Linked DNA regions of Mus musculus: region 1 is linked to region 2. The links are chromatin contacts, called in public Hi-C maps. All regions are on one chromosome and are shown on one strand. The core of a region is the stretch at or near the end of the contact, and the rest is flanking DNA. Distances in the headings are between cores, read along the strand shown. Region 1 overlaps Fmn1 (formin 1). Region 2 overlaps Fmn1 (formin 1).

What was found. Hi-C and Micro-C count contacts between places; a contact is called where the count stands out from the background.
Region 1: a contact with region 2 is called in a Hi-C map of embryonic fibroblasts, with 2.6 times the contacts expected there. The contact joins two enhancer-like sites. A contact is called at or near these places in 7 of 484 Hi-C or Micro-C datasets (the 3T3-L1 cell line, the STO cell line, embryonic fibroblasts and 3 more) and 2 of 115 datasets of contacts at active chromatin or transcription factors (liver and pancreatic cancer cells).

What each region holds. Positions count from the first base shown.
Region 1 is chr2:113,618,170-113,623,817 of GRCm38.p6, reverse strand. All of the region lies in intron 15 of Fmn1 (formin 1), which reads right to left. Among named protein-coding and RNA genes, the nearest start is that of 4930533B01Rik, 88 kb to the left of the region's middle. Within about 2 kb of position 1,982, at least 45 of the 459 cell types and tissues checked have an H3K27ac peak or open chromatin away from gene starts, as enhancers often do. A contact at or near this core is called in the STO cell line, embryonic fibroblasts and pancreatic cancer cells, where this site is marked.
Region 2 is chr2:113,536,243-113,542,512 of GRCm38.p6, reverse strand. The region is part of intron 7 of Fmn1 (formin 1); the gene reads right to left. Among named protein-coding and RNA genes, the nearest start is that of Gm13963, 150 kb to the right of the region's middle. Within about 2 kb of position 4,427, at least 49 of the 459 cell types and tissues checked have an H3K27ac peak or open chromatin away from gene starts, as enhancers often do. A contact at or near this core is called in the STO cell line, embryonic fibroblasts and pancreatic cancer cells, where this site is marked.

The DNA.
Region 1 (5,648 bases), core at 733-3,232, 84 kb before region 2:
AGATTTATCAGGTGATGTGCTGGGGCGGGTGGTTCCAGAGTCCACAAAGAGGAAAGGATATCAGAAGGCACTATAAACATAGGGGGCTTAGAGTTTTCTTTAAACAAGCTGTTTTCTTTAAACAGCTCACCGTGAAGATACTCGACTGGAGTTTTTTTGTTTGTTTGTTTGTTTTTTGGTTTTTTTGTTTTTGTTTTTTTTTTTTTTTTCTTCCAAGACAGTGCTTCTCTGTATAGCCCTGGCTGTCCTAGAACTCACTTTGTAGACCAGGTTGGCCTTGAACTCAGAAATCAGCCTGCCTCTGCCTCCCCAGTGCTGGGATTAAAGGCGTGCACCACCACACCCGGCTCGACTGGAGATTTTAATTGAAGTAAAGGAGCAGACCATGAAAGAGCTTGAGAGTGGGAATCCAGGGTATTACTCAGAACATGTTAAGCTTGAAATGATAACTAGACACTCATGTTGTATATAAAAGCATGCACTCGAGGACACATGACTGAGACAGAAATACACCAGGGAGTCATTGACATAAAATTGGTATTTAAAGCCACAGCAATAGATGGGTTGCCAAGGAGGGACCATAGCCAGAGAAGAGAGGGCTTCAGCACACAGCCTGGGGCATGCAGACACTGCAGGAGAGGCCAGCTGGGAGGAAAAATGAGAAACGAGGAATGCAGAATTATCCAATGCAAGAGGAAAGCAGTACAGCGGGAAGGGCAAAGTGTACACCAGCCCTATACAGTTCTGTCCATCAAAGAAAATGGACAGGGAGGTGACTGGTGAATCTGCCGCCATGGGAGTCACTGACAACATCACAATGTTCACTGCTAAGTGGGGGCGGGGAGTGGTATGCTGAGATGGAGACCGGTAGGCTAGGCAGAGACCCACTCTGTAGCCATGTATGTATAGTTAAGTTTTAATATGTGTGTGAAATTAAGATGGAGAAAGAATGGCTAAAGCACAGGTGGGCCAAGGAGAGTTTGTTTTCAGGTGACATGAAAAACCTGCCATAGGCCACATGCTTGAACACTGCCTTCAGCTAGTGGTGCTGTTTTGGAAGGCTGTAGAACAGTAATGAGGTAGCTCTCTGCTGGAAGAGAGAGTCGACTGGGAGAAGAACTTGAGGGTCTGTGTCTAGACCCAGTTCCTGTCCACTATCTGCTTCCTGACTGACCATGAGATGTAAACAGCCAAAGTTGAGATTTTTGTGACCATGCACTCCCAGCCATGGTAGGCTATATCCACCTGGAACTGTAAAGCCAAAAGAAATTCTTTCTTGATAGGGACTTCATCAAATTAGATCAGAGAGCACTAGATGGAACAATGGGTAAAAATCTTGCTATGCAACCACAGAGACCTGAGGGATGAAGGAGGCTAGTGACTACTCAGTCTATCTGAAACAAACAAGCTCAAGGTTCAGTGAGAGGCCTTGCCTCAAGAAAAAGAAAAAAAAATGGTTGAGGAAGATGTAAAGTCAACCTCTGGCCTCTGCACATATTTGTACACACACACACACACACACACACACACACACACACACACATACACACACACACACACACACACACATCAGATCAGTTTCTAGTTGCTGAGATGTTTCAGAGATCCTCTTATGGAGTAGGACTCTGTCGAAAGGACCTTCCATTGGGCTGCTCTGATTAAGTACAGAAGGGTCACAGCCCTCTAGGGAGTGGGTGCCTCTTTCTCCAGAGGAATGTTGTATAAAAATAAACCCTCCAGGAATCTCAGGCCTAGGGGAATCCCATGATTCTGATTCACTTCACTGAGGGAGGCTGCTGGAGATCAAATGCACCTTAATGTCCCATGATTGTGAGTATTTTGCATGAAGAAATTTAAGCAGAAGTGACAGGGCTAAGTGAGGACCTGCCAACATGCTTTAGGACTTCTGGAAAGATTTGCGAAGCCGGGCCACCAACTGCAGCCTTTGCACGGCATTGTCTACACTATTCATAGGACCCTCCTATCGGACATCAGAGCTGAGTCACAGTTTCCACTGTGATGATTATGTGGTTATGGGTGCAGCCTTGGTCTGTGAGACATTAGCATGAAAAATATTCATTAATCACCTACCCACGACTAGCCTAAATACAGATGGATTGGGCATGATTTGATTTATAGAGTGTTAAATGATCCAGCCATATACCAAAAAATGTTCCTTGCATAGGTCTTCATGAAAATTGTCATCTTCAGAAGCCTTCATTTGAACTAATGACTGTAATTCTAGCAGGTCTTGTGAGGTATATAAATACATAACTTGAAAGATAAAGCATTATCAAGAAGGATTTGTGACTATGTTGCCATAAATCCATTTGTTTAGAGAAATAAGGATATTTCAAGCAACAGACAGAAAAGCTGGATCAGTCATCCCTGCACCGGGGAGGCTGAGGCTGGAGGATAATGAGCTGCAGGCTAGCCTGGGCTACATAGTAAGTTTTAGCTTAGGCTGGGTTGTGGAATAACACCCTGTCTCCAAAAAAAAGTCTTTGTATGAGAGAGAAAGAGAGAGGGGAAAAAGAGAAGAAAGAAAAGAAGGAGGGAGGGAGGAGGGGAGGGAGGGAGGGAGGGAGGGAGGGAGGGAGGGAGGGAGGAGGGAAAAAAGGAAGGAAGAAAAGAAGGAGGGAAGGAGGGAGGGACAGAAGGAGGGAAGGAAAGAAGGAAGGAGGGAGGGAAAAAAGAGAGGGACAAAGAGAGATTGTGTGTGTGGGGTGTGTGTGTGAGAGAGAGAGAGAGAGAGAAAGAGAGAGAGAGAGAGAATGGAAAACAAATGGCAATTCAGCAAGGCCAACTTCCAGATTGACTCTAAGCCATGTGTGGCAGGAGCTAAGCATGACATTACTAGGCTTCTACAGGGAAGGAAATTCATCTTGGAGAAGACCAACAGTTAGCTTCTCAAAAGTACTATAAAGGTAACAGACACATGTGCAGAAAATTAAAATAACAATATAAACCTACTAGTGGAAAACTCTTCCATGGTACCATGGCGAGAACGGAGCCGGCATTTTCCCTTTCGTTTTTTCTATGTCTAGGTCTCTGTATCACAGCCTTGCTGTCTGTAACAATTGTAACAACACACAGGTTGCCTTTATCCATGAGCTTTTATATACCTACAATTGCCAACATAACATGTATAATTTCTATTAATCTTTCACTTATACTTTCTGACATTCTTTTGTAAAATTCATGAGCATTGTATTTTAGAGTCATAAGAAATTTTCAACTGCACACGCCATCGGTCACTTAGCAGTTCCGCTACAGCTGGGCAGGAAAGCCTTTCTGCAGCAGCCTACAGGGAGTCGGGGGCTAAGCTATGGCTGTCTCCATACAAATGTATTCTGAGTTCAGGTTTGCCTCCTTAGGCTGTAGCAGGCTAAACTACATGAAAAGTGGGAAAACAGTTCTCGGAGTTCTCAAAACATGGTGGCCACATCACTTTTGGTACAGCCAAAGCTTACACTACTGCGAGAGATGACAAGGAGAGTCTTTGAAAACTGTGATTTCCATGCGACTCTGCAGAGGTGGGTGAGCCCCAGAGGCTAGAACTGTGTCTGCCACGGAATACAGCAACTTAAAGTGATTATTCTCTAGAAGGGATAATGGCAAGAAACTTAGTCAAATAGACAATAACTGGTGATCTATAAAAGTTGACAATAAGCATAAGGTTGTTTTTTAAGTCTATTAAATAACCCGCTTTTTTTTTAGAGGGGCATTCTAACAACACATTTAATTTTATCAATACATACACACACATTTACATCAAACACTATTTCTCAAATATACATTTTTATATCATTAACATAAATGTAGGATGTTCAGATTAGCCAATCAACAATATCAAACAATGTTTTGGATGCATGGCAGACTGAACCGTTTGCAGAAGAGAAACAGAGCCTGCAGTTTGGGGCAGAATTACTGGAATTACTTCAAGTATGTACATATTATTAGTGGGAGTTCATGAGTAAAAATCACGAGGCTGCTGGTGGAATCACCGAGGGCAGAGTCAAGCTCTCACTTCCACAGAAATTATGCAGGTGGGAGAGCCATGTGCTGGGTGGGCCCCTGCTTAGTTTATCAAGTCAAAAGGTGTATTTTGTGGTAGTTGTTACCCCAGCAACACAACACAGTTGCACAGACACAGAAATCTTGAGGGCAAAAGGCTTTCTCCTTCCATGGAGGTCAGCAAGGGGGTGGATGAGGTAGCCGGACTAGTCTTGAGACTCTCTCTCTCCCTGGAGTATGACAGCTGGCTACAAAGAAGCCATTGGTTAATGCACCCAAGCTTAATAGCAAAATGCAACCTGTTTCCACATTGCTCAGCTGGGATGGTTGCAAGTCTTCCATGGTTTTTCTGACCTCAGAGCCTAGTGTCTCCATCTTCCTAGGCACTTACTTTAACTGTAATTTTCTACTCTGGGAAGTGTTTACATCTAAATAGATCATAAAGGAAATAAAAGTCAGAAGATTGAAAGCCACAGGAGAAAACAGAGGAGGAGTGTGTGGAAAGTTCCTTTAAAGAACACACTTCATTAGCTCGGTGGCTGGATTTTGGTATCTAGACTTGGCTACAGGACTCCCTGGCGAAGCTCAGGGCTGGCCGCTTGCTGATCAATGTGCCACTGTCGTCAGATTTAATGCAATATTTGGCTCAGGCCTTTTAAAAAATCCCCTATTCCAGCTAAAATATTTACACAGTCCTATGTGTCTCACTTAATGCTTGTTAAGCAATCGTCCTTTAAAACTCCACAGACTCTTGTAAATCTGTCAGGAGAATTGCGGCCTATAAACAAGGCTTCACATAAAGAGGGCCACATTGTCAATTCGCTGGGAGTCAGGGTTTCTCAGGATTTGTCTGAAAATAAAGATGAAGATCAGAAATAGTTTAGAGTGGGTAACAAAGTGGCCAATGGTCTCCCTCGCTGTACAATGGGATGCTTCCAGACACTGACCTCTGCTGTTTGAAGCCACGTTCTCCTGTAAACCTGTCACGGATCCTACCTTGCTCTTGAGTTATGGCAAAAGAGAGCTGCAGGTCCAACAGCCCTTGGTAGTCTGCATCCCAGGGTCTGACCACTTAGAGGAGATGAGCTGCTGAGACTTTCAAGTGGAGGCTATTATGTGGTTACATGTGAGTTCTGTGGTGTATGTTAGGGAAAACGAGGGGCTGTGAGACGGCTGATTTGATGATAAGCAGAATTCTCTGAGAAAGGCTAGATGTGTTATATAATAAAGCTAGAAGTGATCACCAAATTAGATATCAGCCCTTATGCTAATGAGCTAAAAATAACTTTTAAAGGACCATCTGAGCTCTCTCCTGCTGTCCTGGGTGTGACAGGCATTTGACTCTGTGTCCAAGAGGTGACCAGCTACTTGTAATACAATTGTACAAGCTGTTCAATTACTTATTCTTACTTGCTTAGCTAGCTGTCTTATTTTTGCCGTTTCATCTAAGAACTTACCATTATGGATTGTGGTTTACAATCACTTTTAAAATGGATTTAAAGATGAAAAATAATTTTTAAAATGTACACTATTCATTTGAAAGGTTGCCCTAAGCTTCAAATATTCCATTTTGGATTGGGCTCCCCACCCAAAGGGAAATATGGCTTTGGATTTGTCAAGCACAGTAAGTC
Region 2 (6,270 bases), core at 3,178-5,677:
ATTTTTCCTTTTAAGTAAATTTTAGAGTTAACTCCTTGAATACTATGTAATCCTATTTGTTTTGACTGGAGTTCTTGGAAGCTATGAACACACTTAGGTAGCTGAAATAGCCCTTGTCCTTCATGATGACAATTTGCCTTTCTTCTTTTGTTTAGGTCTACTTAAATGTTTTCAATAAAGGCAATTTAAATTAGTTATTATATTATATTATATTATATTAGTTATGCTTAGACTTATCCTGAGGTACTTAATGTTCCTATAATAGTACTTTGACAATTCAAATTCAAAGCTCAACATTGCTAATATATACAAGTGCAATTGGTTGTTTCTGACAACATTATATCTACACATCATTTTCTCTTATGTCTATGTTGAATTCAACAGTAAGGGAGTTTCTACACTGAAAACCTCTAGAAACACTGTTGTTTTATCTTTATCTTTGCAACCTGGTTTATTTATCACTCCTTTGCTTGGCTGCACTGGCTTGAATCTCTACCACAGTCATAAACAAGAGCAGAAGATGTAGGTGTTCCTGTTTTGTTCTGACTTCAAAAAGCTTTAAAATCCTCAACAAATATACCTTTATCTTGTGTCTTTTTAATAGGGGTTTTGTTAAACAATAACCATGCATGCTCTTTCCACGCATAATTAGCTATAAAATTTCATTATACATCATAATGACATTTAGCAAAAGGTTTCTGCATCATTTTTGATAACCATGTTGTTTTTCTTTCCTTAATCTGTTAACAAGCCATTAATCTACAAAGGTACTTTATTATTTTGAATTAAATTTTTCTTTCTGAAACAAGTCACATCAATCTTTACACTATTCTTAGGCTGTGCTGCATCCCGTTTGTTACGATGCTGCCTGGGGTCTTTGTTTCTACCTTTGTGGTTTCCCCTGTGTCTGACCCAGGTCCTTGTCTGGTAGCCCCATCAAGAACACAGATACTATCCATGACGTTAACATGATGCTCAATTCCCTGAAGCACTGTCTAGGGAAAGTTGGGAGCAATAAAACCATATGGCCCTGGCCCGTGCTCTGCGTGATGATTTGAACCTACTAATCTAATTTCCTTAATATTTATAGAGCCATCCAGGTGCCTGATTTCTTCTTGGCTGTTCTGATAGTTGATATTTTTCTAGGGAGTTACCTCATGCTATTTCATTTACTGGCAGGGTTGGCCCATGGTCTGCCACATACACCTCCTCTGTGTTGGAAGGAACCTGCACTCTTACTTCTCAACACTGTTACTTGTTCATTTGTTCACAGTTCTGCTGACCTTGTGAATACTGGTGATGTCTGCAAAGAAATTGTTGTCTGTATTGATTTGCTGTGCTGTGGTTAAATTTTCTAAAATTTCCATTCTTACGTCATTTTAAATGTACAGAGCTTATCCCCAGGAAACTGTAAATTGCAAAACCAGCTTTCTGCTATTAATTCAAATTTTTCTTCTAATTCCTTTGGTTTTTTTGGTTTGGTTCTTTCTATTGTTTTAGACATTAATTTTGGAAGCTTCACATTGTTATCCTTATCTTGTGTGATTTAAATATTTACAACCATACATTTCAGCTTCACCTTTGAATTTTCACACCCAATAATTTATTTTTTTGTGTGGTAACTATTCTTCAAATTCTATTATACTTAGTTTCTTAGTCCACGACTAGTACTGATGACTACAGTTTTAAAAACAAAAGCATTTCTGTTTTACATGTATGAAATGTTTGGCTGTTGAATGAGTGGATGAATGAATGATTTCTACCACGATCTTATTTTTACTGAAGGGCGTGCACCACATGGAGAAGTTCTTATCCTTTGTGGACATTTGCAATGTTCTCCATTACAATTTCTAAAACAGCTTCAAAACAAAGTTTCTTGACTTGCCAGGCACAGTGCTTCACGGCTCCAATTCCAGAATTTCAGAGGTTCAGAAAAAGAGTTTCGGTATGAATTGTAAGTCAGTCTGAATGAGACCTTGTCTCAACACCCCACAACAACAATAACAACAACTCAAACAAACAAAAACAACCCTGCTCTTAAAATACATGTATAAATATGGCAGTTAACTCAGTGAACTCGTTAGCCGAAAAACTCAGCCTAGGAAAGCATCATAATTAAGGATCCCATCCTCCCCTAAGCCAGCCATTGTACTGATGTCGGCATTATTTGTTTACAGCCATCGTAGTCTACAAAGACTGAAGGAGGCCACGTCATGCTACTGGCCATGTCCGTTTACACTGTTGCATGGACGTGGGCTACATCAAAGTCCATTAAACACAGTGCCAGGAAGCAGAGGGACATTCTGTTAATGTTTGTTCTACCCCATGGGTTTCATTTGGCTTTGAGGGCATTCATCTCCCAGCATCTAGCTGAAATTCCTTCATTTTAATTGTGTAGTTGTGCCCCAGCAGGGCTCACACAAACACAAAGGTAGAGCAAAATGGATTTCTGCTTAGCCAGTCGGGCCCAAGCATCACTGAGTGAGGGATGAGACATCTGGTATAACCCAGCCTTCTGCTATCCTTTGGGATGACACTGAAGATGTTCATTGTTGTTGCTGTTTCTGGTGATGGTGATGCTGGCGATTCAGTGGAAACAGTGTCGATCTTTTGCAGACTACCGTACGGTTGAACCTTAGGAAAATGGAAGGATTTGTCCCATGCACGGAAATGGACAGTTGTTTGTCAAGCCCCTCAGGCCTTCTTATACTCTAGCTCTATGATTAGTCTACTCTTGTCTCTTATCACACTGGGCTTGCTAGAGAAAGCACATGGTTGGATACATCCCAAGCTGAAGTCCCATCCATCATCTTAAGTATTGATGAAAATGCCATAGTCATGTGAAAAAGAATGCTTAAAAGCTGGGTTCCAGACTTACCTTAAACTGAGAAAGTTGACAGAGTCCATGAAAGAGCAAAGAACAATGTGATAACTGGATCAGTGGATTGGGAATGAAGCCCTGGTATTTGTGGCTCTAGATTGCTTTTAAGACCCCCTACTCACCTACGATATTCTGCATATGCAAAACACCTTCATGTGACTTAACAAGGCACCTGGCCAAAAAAGGTCTATTTTCAGGCCTCTTCTACGGCTTTGCCACAGACTGACTTCCTGTTGCTCTGAGCAGAAATGCGGATCTCAGCTGATAGGTGAGAGTTCTGTGTCCTGATCCAAGCTCCACCCCCTTCTCCAGCCTCAGAAGCCCATAGCTTCCATGAGTGGCAATTCAAAGGCTAAGCCCCTAAAAGGCTGAGTTTCACAAAAGGCATCACAAGACCCAGCTCCCTGATGTCTTACTAATGCCTTCTAAACATAGAGTGCTGCAGGCATCTCGCTGCTGCACACTGAATCGCATTCTTCCCTGAGCAATCATCTCAGAGTCTCAGCTTTTCCATTAGCAAGATGATTAGAGTACAGAGTGATCTATTTATAATAAGCCCCAGCTTAAGCACTGTGGCTTTTCTTTGGCCCTGTTTTAAATGCGTCTCTCTTTGTTAATTAATGTGCTTTATCCCAGAGTTGCAGGTCACAAGGATGTTCCTGAGGTGGACAGGGAAGAGAGAACCACGCCCGAGGAGGATGCTCCAGCAGTTTTCAGGATTGGTGAGAATGCAATAGGCACATGAAAAGCAATGTTCCAGGCTTGTCCTAAACTGAGAAAGTTGACAGAGTCTATGAGGGTAGAGAACAATTCGATAACCAGACCGTGAATGGACTCGGAGCTCTCTTTTGTTTTTAAGACTCCCCTTCTCACCTGGGATATTTTGCACATGCAAAACACCTTCATGTGACTTAATAAGGCACCTGGCATAAAAGTTCATTAATGAAGATGAAAACACTAAAACTCAGGTTATTTAGTAACCGGGGCCTGGAGCCAGATCCCAATTAAACCACTGTTGTGGTAAAGGAAGGGATCAAACTGCCCAATAGGTTCCATCTGGCTGCTTCTGTGGGTCAGCAGAGTGCCTCATGGCCGTGTCAAATTAGCCTTTTCACCTTCTTTCCAGTGCAGAGGATCTAAAGTGCTTGTCCGGGGGCCCTGGGCTGCTCAGGGGTCCGACACTCACTTGGAAGGCCCTGGCAGGTAAGGAATCCAGCTGGAAACAAGCATGACTCACGGGGAGCCAAAACCTCTTTGTCATTCATTTCACTGGAGGGCCCCTAAACCTCCAATCCCATTTGTACCCCACTGAGGAGATCTGATAACGGTCCTGGCTTTTCAAACTTCTGGCGGGGGCCTCACTGACCCATAACAGGACTGTACACATGATTTCTTCTCATACTGTCTTTGTAAATTGACCATGGCTAACCTTGCAGTTCTAATCAGATCAATCAGAATAACATTTCTTTAGCTGCTGCTGGCTGGCAGCCTCCCGGGCTGACGTGTGACTCAGAGTCAGCAGTAGACACCAAAGTCCAATTTTTGAGTTTCCAGGGGTCTCAGGTTTCTTTTGCTTTTATCACAGTTGGTGAGCTTTGTAAGGCTCGTGTTTACAGCCATGCAAATTAGCCTCAGCTGGAGAGAACTCAGGTTGGGCCAAAAGGAAATCAAACAGCAGGTCAAAGGTATTTTATCAAAAATTACAAGTGTGGCCACAGGACTGGGGTTAAACCAGGCTCCCTTAGGAAGTAAGTGGACAGCTCTGTCTGGTGTAACCTGAACTCTTGGCCTTTAGAACACACACAGAAAAAAAAGTCTGTTAAGGGATGGTGGGGTGGTGAGGAGCCACGCCAACCCAGTAGTTCCAGACCAGTTCTACCAATGGCTATGGCTGTCAAGTACTCTTTGTGTACATGGACAACGGTGAATGAATGTTGCATCTTTAGAGAAAGAAATGTGTGTGCAACTTGGTCTGCAATATGCTCATTCAGTTTCTAAACGTCTGTGAGACAAGGTCTCCACAGGCAGATAAATTCTGATATTTTGTACCTGGAAAGTTGTTTAAACTTCCTTTCCAGATGCTATGATACTTATAAATGCTAAATGCTAAAAAACAAAAACAAAAACAAAAAACAAACAGACCAAAAAAAAAAAAACTCAAAAAACCCCAAAACAAACAAACAAAAAAACCCAGACCCTAGTCAGCTACCTTCAAGGCAAGGTAGTTGACTCCAAAGCTGCATTGTGATTTTCCAAAGATTGCCAGTACTTAAAAGAACTTCATTTTAAAATTATTCCATCAAAGCTAAATAGGGGTTATTAAAATCACAGTTACTCTCTGAGGCCGGATGAGTATCCAGGCCTCATACGACACAGCAGACGCTGTAAGGCAGCTGAGTCTGCAGAACACTCTAGGAGTACTGAGATATTGGTCTGGATGGGATTCCCTTGCCCAGTTGCCCCATTACACAGAAAGTTAAATTAAGGCTGCTGGATGTTTAGTGTTCTAGTCTTCAGAATCACCACCTGAGCCTCGGAACCCTTCAAACTGAAGCTCATCTATTGACAGAATGAGACGCCTGCCATAAGGAGACTTCAAAGGCCTTGTCCAGGACCTCATTCTTGCCTAGGGTCAGTGAGACCTACAAACCAGGCTCATGGACAGCGAGCCAGTGCGACTCTCACCAGACCAGGACTGGAAATGGTATTCTGATTTAGCGGAGTGACCCTGAAGTCAACATTGTAGTTACATTTAAATGAATGCATTGGTTTTCACGTAACTAAGAACACGGCTCTGAGCTGTCTGTCCTTGATTGGCTCCTTATGAGCTGTGTGATGCTGGGCGAATTACCCAACCTCTCTCCACTCCAATTTCCTCGATGACAAAATGGGAATAAGATGGTAATCATCTTCTTCAGGTCTTGTGGAATTAACTAAGTTAATACATACCAAGCAACTAAACTATTGGTAAACACCTCTTAGCGTTATTACTACAAGTGAAAACATGCCTGGTCATTTTTACTTGGAAAATACTCCAAAATCCAAAGTAATTGAGACTTCTGGTCACAATAAGCAGTTGGCTGGACGGAGGGGTGCAGGGAGTCTATGGTGGCCATCACGTACACAGATGAGTGTGCCCTGCAATGCTTTTCCAGTTTAGCGTTCAGCACCCGCATGACCTGGGGTTATTAACCTTGAGTACATATATAGGACCTTTCATTCTACTTTTCCCATCTTCAAAATACTTCTCTTTAGGGTTGGAAGCCACCATCACTGTCCCCCCACCCCCACCCCCAGCATGGCAACTGGGCCTCATCTCTTTTCCAGCTCTACCCATAGTCACCATCTCAGACAGGGTCCTACACTTGGGGGAAATGAATGAGCTTCCA